Regions from separate parts of the Xenopus laevis genome. Here region 1 is linked to region 2. A link is a contact called in public Hi-C data. All regions are on one chromosome and are shown on one strand. Each heading gives the region's core, a stretch centred on a gene start, on an enhancer-like site or on the middle of the called end of the contact. The rest is flanking DNA. Distances are from core to core; before and after follow the strand shown. Region 1 holds the start of cenpp.L (centromere protein P L homeolog). Region 2 overlaps ippk.L (inositol-pentakisphosphate 2-kinase).

Evidence for each region. A called contact is a pair of places that touch in the nucleus more often than the background predicts.
Region 1: a Hi-C map of the XTC cell line shows a contact between it and region 2, with 4 times the contacts expected there. The contact joins the promoter of cenpp.L here to the enhancer-like site in region 2. A contact is called at or near these places in 2 of 4 Hi-C or Micro-C datasets (the XL177 cell line and the XTC cell line).

What each region holds. Positions count from the first base shown.
Region 1 is chr4L:122,641,520-122,646,114 of Xenopus_laevis_v10.1, reverse strand. cenpp.L (centromere protein P L homeolog) reads left to right here and starts at 2,524. Exons shown (of 9, transcript NM_001114789.1): 1 at 2,524-2,743. It overlaps nol8.L (nucleolar protein 8), which reads right to left and starts at 2,558. Exons shown (of 17, transcript XM_018258926.2): 1 at 2,419-2,558; 2 at 245-414. The coding sequence starts at 377.
Region 2 is chr4L:122,480,929-122,485,208 of Xenopus_laevis_v10.1, reverse strand. It overlaps ippk.L (inositol-pentakisphosphate 2-kinase), which reads right to left. Exons shown (of 13, transcript XM_041590752.1): 10 at 3,214-3,364; 11 at 1,019-1,121. Among protein-coding and RNA genes, the nearest start is that of ippk.L, 34 kb to the right of the region's middle. Within about 2 kb of position 2,653, at least 1 of the 7 cell types and tissues checked has an H3K27ac peak or open chromatin away from gene starts, as enhancers often do.

The DNA.
Region 1 (4,595 bases), core at 1,275-3,774, 160 kb before region 2:
AGCAGTATCTCCAAGCCCCAGCACAGTGTTTTTTACAGCTGCACTGGTAACATGTCCCTATTAGTGATAAGACACCATCAGAAACCTGCCTAAAGTTTCCCTTCGCAGGTTCTTGGGGCCATGACTATAGTTGTGAAAGGGGAAATGGGGCCTGCACAGATTGTACCAATTCAGGAAATTGATTATTCCCATCCATATCTCCTATGCATTATATGCAAAAAGCTGTAACAAAATAGTCTCTCACCCTGTTCGTCTTTCCTGGAAATGATGTCCACATCATTCACTTTCCCGAATTTCCCAAATCTATCTGTGAGTTCAGAATCCGTGACAGAGGACCCAATTCCTCCGACATAGAGACGTTTTAATGATGCTTCCATACTTTTCAGGACTTGTATATGACAGGGTCAAGTTCTGCTGCATAAAATAATGAACAGAGTTATAACACAAACAGTTAGATTTGGGCTAAGAATGATCACTAATAAACTTTGAAAATAGGCCACTATGTTATCTCCTCCTGTTTTCAGCTTAAACCTCCAGGGCACAGCCTTGAGCATGCTCAGTTTTCTCCTCTCCCCCACCCATGCTGTAATCTGAGCCCAGGGCTATGAGTGAGCAGGGAGAGACAGGCAGGAAGTGAGGTCACACCAAGCCAATATGGCAGTTGCTATCCTAAACAAACAGAGAACACTTCAAGAGCTGTTTACTCAAGTACGATAAAGCATTCTGCAGAATAAATATACGGTTATAGCTTGCACTATTGTGGCTAAGCTTTTCTTCTCCTTTAAAATAACTTTTTGTATGATGTAGAGAGTGATAGTCTAAGAGAATCTGCAATTGGTTTTCATTTTTTTTGTGGTTTTGAGTTATTTGGCTTTTTATTCAGCACCTCTCTAGTTTGCAATTTGGTTGTTATGGTCCAAGGTCACCCTAGCAACCATACATTGATTTGAATAACAGACTGGAATATGAATAGGAGAATGCTTGTATGGCTTTCCTTACACTAATGGAGTAAAGCTTTTCTCTGGCCTACCAGAGTCTGCATGCCTCTAGTATGGCATCTATTATCCAGAAACACGTTATCCAAACAGAAGTAATTTCCAATAAAATTGTATCCTCTCTACAATGATCAGACAGCAATACATAACATAAGTTCATATATGTGGCTAAACAATAAAACGTTCTATTGTTTAATCAGTAACAGGGTTTAAATTACAGGAAGACTGAAAACCTGAGATCCCAAGCATTTTAGATAGCAGATCCCAAGCATTTCAGATAGCAGATCCCAAGCATTTCAAATAACAGAACCCAAGTATTTCAGATAGAACTCAAGCATTCCAGATAACAGATCTCAAGCATTCCAGATAACAGATCCCAAGCATTTCAGATAGCAGAACCCAAGCATTCAAGATAATAGATCCCAAGCATTTCAAATAACAGATCCCAAGCATTTCAAATAACAGATCCCAAACATTTCAAATAACAGATCTCAAGCATTCCAGATAAGAGATACCAAGAATTTCAGATAGCAGAACCCAAGCATTCAAGATAACAGATCCCAAGCATTTCAAATAACAGATCCCAAGCATTTCAGATAGCAGATCCCAAACATTTCAGATAGCAGATCCCAAGCATTTCAGATAGCAGATCCCAAGCATTTCAGATATCAGAACCCAAGCATTCCAGATAACAGATCCCAAGCATTTCAGATAACAGATCCCAATCATTCCAGATAACAGATCCCAAGCATTCCAGATAACAGATCCCAAGCATTCCAGATAACAGATCGCATAGAGGAACTACTGACAGAGAATTCCCAGTAACAATAGCATTTCATCATGACATTAAGCGAAGTATTTTCTTCAGAGCATTCGGCACAACATAACTAACACGTGTTTCAATGAGAACCTATTAAAATGTGCATTTTGGAGAGTCTGGCCCTGACACCTACTCGGCAAGTACTTCTTTATAACAACTACATTCACAATGACACTCAATCGATATTAAACTACAAATCCCAGCTTCCCCCAAACAGTCGAAGGGCCCTGTAGTATGGGTCTACCTGGGGCGCACCAGGACACGTTATTCCCATACTCCACTAACCTGCACATAAACATTCCGTCTAACACATGGTCTTACACTACCGTTTCCGGAAGCTGCGTCTCGCTAATAGGAACCCCTCAGAAACATTGTCAAGGACTGACCGTTCCGCTTCCGGAAACACATAAGAAGGAGACCCTGCATTTCTTTCTTGTGTAGGCGCCTAGGACATCCAGTAATTTGCTGGACATATAAGTACGCTCGCATTTGTCTTTTCTAGAAGAATAAATATTAGGGAGTTTAAGATCAACGTGTTTAAATAATCACTGATCTCCGAATTCAAGCGCCAGCGGATGGGTAGTTGCAGGAAGGAGCCTTTACCTTGAGGTGGCGCTAAAGCCAAGGGTCAGACCAATAACCGAGTAAAGAAGGATACAAATTTCGGCGGGGACATCACACAGCCCTGACTGGTTTCCTTACAGGTTCCAAACGGGAACACTGCTTCCACTTCCAGAAACCTTAGTTCAGGTTGTGATTAAAACCAATAGCTTCCAATTTGGCTGGGTTGTCATTAAAGATTAGAACTCTCCCCCCCTCCTTTCGTTCTGCGATTTAGATGCGGCCGTAGCAAAGGTGAGGCGATTTGACGGGAAACTCGGGAAAGTTCAGTGACAGCTACGCACGAGAAGACAAAAAAGCGGGAAAGGTGAGGTTATTTAAAGGAGACATTTTGTGTAAAAAAATAAGAATGTACCAGTGCGTTGTACTCATTTACATATAGAAGAGTTGTGCTTAAAAAAGTACTGTTTCAGGCTGATTTATTGAATATTTCTGCAAAAACCCTACTAGTCCCTCCCTTCTCTTCTACTTCCTGCTCCCTGAATTCCCAGGTTGTGCAGGGGAGCCGGCGGCTCTCAGCTCACTGTACTGTAGGACAGGAACCAATCAGCAGCTAGTAGGGCCTGATAGGGAACTGAAGGCTGTCTGTGCTTGTGTGACTGCAGGGCTATGATTGGCTGTCCCCATCCTGTGCTTCCGACATGGACCATTAGGACACGCCCACCACTCGTTTAAAACACAGACGGACCAGTTTACATCTATAGGGAGCTCCAATAAAGGGGCTATTTTTAAAGATAATTTTCATTTTTAGCACCATGTAAAAGCAACACCATATATTACTCCTAATTAATTACAAAATTAGGGTTTTTTCATTTATCCTACTTGTCTCGACAGGAGCTGCGTGAGGGAGGAGGCAGTAGTGGGCGCTCACAGGGATGGAAGGGTTTATGCATTGGAATATGATGTCCTTACTGATATCCTGCACTGGTAAAACTTGCATGTGTGTTTTGGAAACACAGCCCGAGTTTATATAAATAAGCTGCTTGTAGCCATTGGGGCAACCATTGAAACTGAATAGGGCCAAAAGGTGCAGCTTTGCATGAGAAGTAAAGAAAACAATGCAATAAACCAGGGCAAATGCCGTTCTTGTATCCAATGTTCCCCCTAATTCTTTGAAATTTGTGTGCTCAGATCAGAATATATGCAAACCTTTGTGTTTTCACACAAAATTCTTTGTGCGCTGGCCCCAAAATGTGTGAGCAAGAGCACAGCTTAGAGGGAACATTTCTTGTAGCCGTACAGCACTATCGATTAAAAATTGTTGGTGCTTGAGCAACAGATACAAAATGAAAAAAATATATATATTTTAATTTTGTGTCATGCTGATCCTGTAAGCAGGCCTGGATTGTGGTGAGGCCACAAAGGCCTGGGCCTAGGGTGGCAAATTTTTCGGGGCAGCATGCTGCCCAGCTGCTCTATGGGGGGCACTGGGGACACGCTGCTCCCAGTAGTCCATCACTTGCACGCCAGCGCTCATGCGCCTGTGCGAGGTAGGGCGGGTGCTAAGACCGCCCGGCAAATCTGGCGCTGTGTGTAAGGTTAGAACTCCAAATCTTATTCTGATGGGTGTGCAACAGACCACCATCCATAGAAATATATAAAACTTCTCATTTTATTGGAACATGATTAAAAAGCTGCCTGACGCGTTTTCTGTCTCACACTTAATATTAAGCATTGCTAAGAGCAGAACCCCCAAAAGCCAAACCTAAAGCAGCAGTCTATGGCAGTTGACATTAGCCCCTCTGAATTTCTAGACTATCAGCCACTTAGGGTTGCCACATGTCCAGTTTTGACCCAGAATTTCCTTCTGGGTCAAAACTGCCTGTCTGTCCAAATTAGGAAAACCATGCAGGACTCCCTGAAATTGATGCTGTCATCACCCACCCAGAGTTATCAGCGGGGAAAGGTGGCAATCATACAGTCACCTGTTTAACAAAAGCTGGAGGGCTGCATATTTGCCAGAAATATTTAAATTAGCCAGAGATGTTAACTCGGAACCACAGCTCCGTGGGGGTAACAGCAGTGTGGAAAACATTGTGGCTTATTGGGAGGACTTGATGATGCCATGGCATATGGGAAAATGCCCTTCTAATGTCAATGAATGTTCACTGCACAGGCCCAATAATAATAATATTTACAACTGTGGCATCTTACAACAG
Region 2 (4,280 bases), core at 1,404-3,903:
ATAACCAGAACACTACTTCCTGCTTTTCAGCTCTCTTGGTTTCCACTGATTGGTGACCAGTCAGTAACCAATCAGAGACTTGAGGGGGGGGCACATGGGCCATATCTGTTGCTTTTGAATCTGAGCTGAATGCTGAGGATCAATTGCAAACTCACTGAATAGTTATGTCCCATGTGGACCCCCCATCAAGTCACTGACTTAAGGTGGCTGTAGACGCACAGATAATATGGTACAAAACAAATTTTCGTACGATATTCGGTGCGTGTATGGGGGGAAAAGAGCCGACCGATATGGGCAAAAGACTTGGATATCAGTCGGCTCGCTGATCGAGGCTGGACTCAATTTTGATTGGGCGCCTTTGAAGGCACCTGAAAATCACCCATTGTTAGTGCTGAATCGTCAGATACAGGTAGAATTGTTTCTTCCTGTATATCGTATATGGATGATTCAGCTCTACACGTGTGTATTGAAACAAATGATCTTTCTTGGAATGACTTTTTCCAAGAAAGAGCGTAATTGTTACGTCTATGGCCACCATAACTAAGAGTTAGAGAGCTGAAAAGCAGGAAGTAGTGTTCTGTGATGTTAGACATCCAGTCACTCCAGCCTTTATACATTACATTTTGGCTAACGAACTAGATTAGAAACATTTTTTAGCCCATCTATTTACCCAGTTTTTATTTTTACACTGAATTGTTCCTTTAATAAAGACCAGTTCTCCTGTGAAAAGGACAGTGCTGGGCCATGAGGTACTTGTGCCAAAGACAAGTTCCTTTTGGCCCAGGTCCTGCTCACATGTATGCTGCCGTTACAGCCATCGACCTGCTAGCCACTCCCACTCCAGGGAGCCAGGATGGCCGGGAGAAGAGAGACTACACGGTAATTTTTTTCTATATTAAATGTGCCCACCTGCAGCTGTCTGACCCTGTAAATAAATCATTTTGGCTTTTCGCATGAAGCCCTTGTTCACTCCACAAGGTAAATGGTAGAAATCTTATAGAAGTCTGTGAATATTTACCTTGGTCACTGCATATGATACGCTGCCATCGTCTTCCAGAGAGAGGTCTTTTAACTTCTCAAAGAATGTTTCATCATACGGCCCATCCAGTAGTAATGTGCTTCTGTAAATACAATTCATGCCAATAAAGAGAATTTTTGAATTATTGATAAACGAATGTGCCCCTAAATGATTTGCTATTGCTCTTGAAAAAACAAGCAGTCCCTGCAAGGTAGACAGATGACACACTGCTGCCATCTTCTGGTAATTCAATGAACTGCACATGGACTTGAAGGCGACACACAGAATAAATGAAAAAAAGCCTAATTTTGTAGGCAATTGTGTATACTATATGGTGCTAGTTTTACATTGTGCTAAAAATTAATATCTTTTAAAATGGCCCCTTTATTGGAGCTCCCTATTGATGTTCACTGTCCATGTTTCTGGCAGGGACCATTAGGACACGCCCACCCTGGGAGGGGGACAGCCAATCACAGCCCCGCAGTCACATAAGCAAAGACAGGTTTCAGTTCCCTATCAAGTCAGCCTAACTGCTGATTGGTTCCTGTCCTACAGTGAGCTGAGAGCCGCCGGCTCCCCTGCACATCCTGGGAAAGGAGGACGGGACTAATAGAGATTTTGCAGAAATTTCCAATAAACCAAAAACTCCACTTTTTCCTTCTATATCTAAAGAGTAAAATGCACTGACACATTCTTGTTTTTTTCCCCATAAAATATCTCCTTTAATCGTTTATATATCCTGATTGTTGGGAAATGCAGAAAAGTTCTGTATCTATTTATACAGCCACACAGAAGGTGGGGGCATGTACTGAATGTGTAACCTGTATAACCCCATAGGCCCCTGTATTGGACACACTGTAATGTTGCATCACACACAGGCATGTGCAAACCATCACTAGTAGCAGTATGCACAAAATGTCTCTGTCTTAAATATATTGATAATGGGTTGAGTGCAGAGGAATCTTGTATTTGTCTATATGTATTTTGTGGTCACACCCTCATTGCACCCCCGCCTAATGATTTTGGAAACTAGTGGTGAGCACAACTTTCCCTTGTTTGTTATAGTTTATACAGGAGCAGTGACCAGCTCCATGTTGTAGCTCCCACCCTTCCCAACTATAGTCAGGTGATCCCACTGGTGTCTAATAAAAGGGCAGCCAAGTTTGGGAGTTTTACTTTGAAAGCAGCGAGTAAGTTGCAGGTAAACCTTAGTCCCTTTGTAAACTATATAATGAAGCAATAGAATTCTTAATGAATCAGATGAAAATTGAGCATAGGACTGGCCAGATATGGGATGACTTTGACGTAGTTGGCCAGCTTAAATATATTGCAATATATGGACAAACAATCCCTGTTTTGTTTAAAGGGGAAGGCATTTTTCAGTAGCAGTATGCACAAAATGTCGCTGTCTTAAATATATTGATAATGGGTTGAGTGCAGAGGAATCTTGTATTTGTCCAAACCATCACTAGTAACATGTGAGGAAAGAGAGAGTATATAAAATAAGTTATCAACCAAAAGGAACTCCTACGTTTATTAAAGGACATGTTTCCCTCCCCCCCCCACACACACACAACATTTAATCAGTGAACAGTCTCTTTGAAATCTTTAGTTACCTGCCACTCTGTCCCCTCCCTCAGGAATTTACTTTGGCTGTTGGCTACTGAGCATGTTCTTCTCAGCTCAGATTACTAAACACACCCTCCAGTCTAACAGCCAATGAAGAGATAGCATTGCTGGTTCCCATAGTCCTCTAGTTGTCTGATCCTATTTTATTCTCCTAACCACCTCTACTGAGCTCAGCTTAACCATTACAATGCTCAACCCCAGCAGAACTTTTTATTACAGTATGTTGTGCCTTGTAACCTGCATACTGCATTGCATGAACTTTACAGCATACATATCTCAATGTTATTGATGATTTGCCAGAAGAATATGGCCGCCGGGTAAGAGCTGCTATTTGTTTTAGGAAAATGTGATGGCGCTGGTAAATGGAAGGGGTATAGTCCGTACAAATGATTTGGCTTGGGTGGGGAAGATATGCCCAATTTATATACATGGTAGGAAAATGTAGGATTACGTGTCCTTTAAGAAACAAAAGGTTCACCTCCATCCCCAAGCATAACCTGCACAGAAGGATCAGCAGGGATTATACCAGTGATTTCCGGTCAATGGGATGAAACAAAGACAATCACCTTTCCTCAGGGAATTCCGCCAGGTACTTCTCCACTCTCTTGTACAATGGATTGAGACCTTCAATGTCCAGCATGTCCAGCATCTGAGTCTGCAGAGTCTTATACAAGATGCAGCCTGTAGGCAACCCCGTTGTCTCTGTCGCATGTTTACCTGCAGAGATGGGAAAAGGCCATTTCTCTCCTGAGCAGAGGAACATTAGAATAAACATATATCTCTGACTATACAGTAACATGAACCAACCAGCAAGTAGCACGGTTACAATTCTTATTATAGAAGCACTTTATAAAAGGCTTTATAGCTTTGAAACAGAAAAAAAAAATTACATTAAAGTGCTTAATTAAAATTAATATTATTTAAATAAAGTGCTCAAGCAGTTTTTAAAGTGGGCAAAGAAATTCTGCCAGGAGCTCAAGGATATCAGGACATCCAGCCTTCTCCCACGTTAGTAACGTTTCCTGAATAAAATAATGTTGTGCTGGAAATAACAAAGGCACAGACTGCTTTGCTAGTTTAAAGGAGAAGTAAAACTTAAAGGGGTAGTTCACCTTTAAATTAACTTTTAGTATCTAATAGAATGGCCAATTCTAAGCAACTTTTCAATTGGTCTTCATTATTTATATTTTATCTTTTTTTTTTTTAAGTTTTTTTCCTATGACTCTTTCCCGCTTTCAAATGGGGGTCAGTGACCCCATCTAAAAAAAACCAAAAACAAATGCTCTCGAAGGCTACAAATTTATTGTTATTGCTACTTTTTATTACTCAACTTCTATTCAGGGCCTCTCCTATTCATATTCCAGTCTCTTATTTAAATCAGTCAATGATTGCTAGGGTAATTTGCATCCTAGAAACCAGATTGCTGGTTCGTGATTATCGAATAAACTCGCCAGACACTAACTTTCGACGCATTTCTGTGTTTCGCCGCTAGCAAATTTATTAACGAAACTGCGGTGACAATTTGCCACCGAAAAATCCGCTGCTTCAACAAAAAATTGACACGGGTCAAAATAGTCGATCGCATAAAAATTGACGGGCGTCAAAACTATTATGACGCCTAATGGCTTCAATT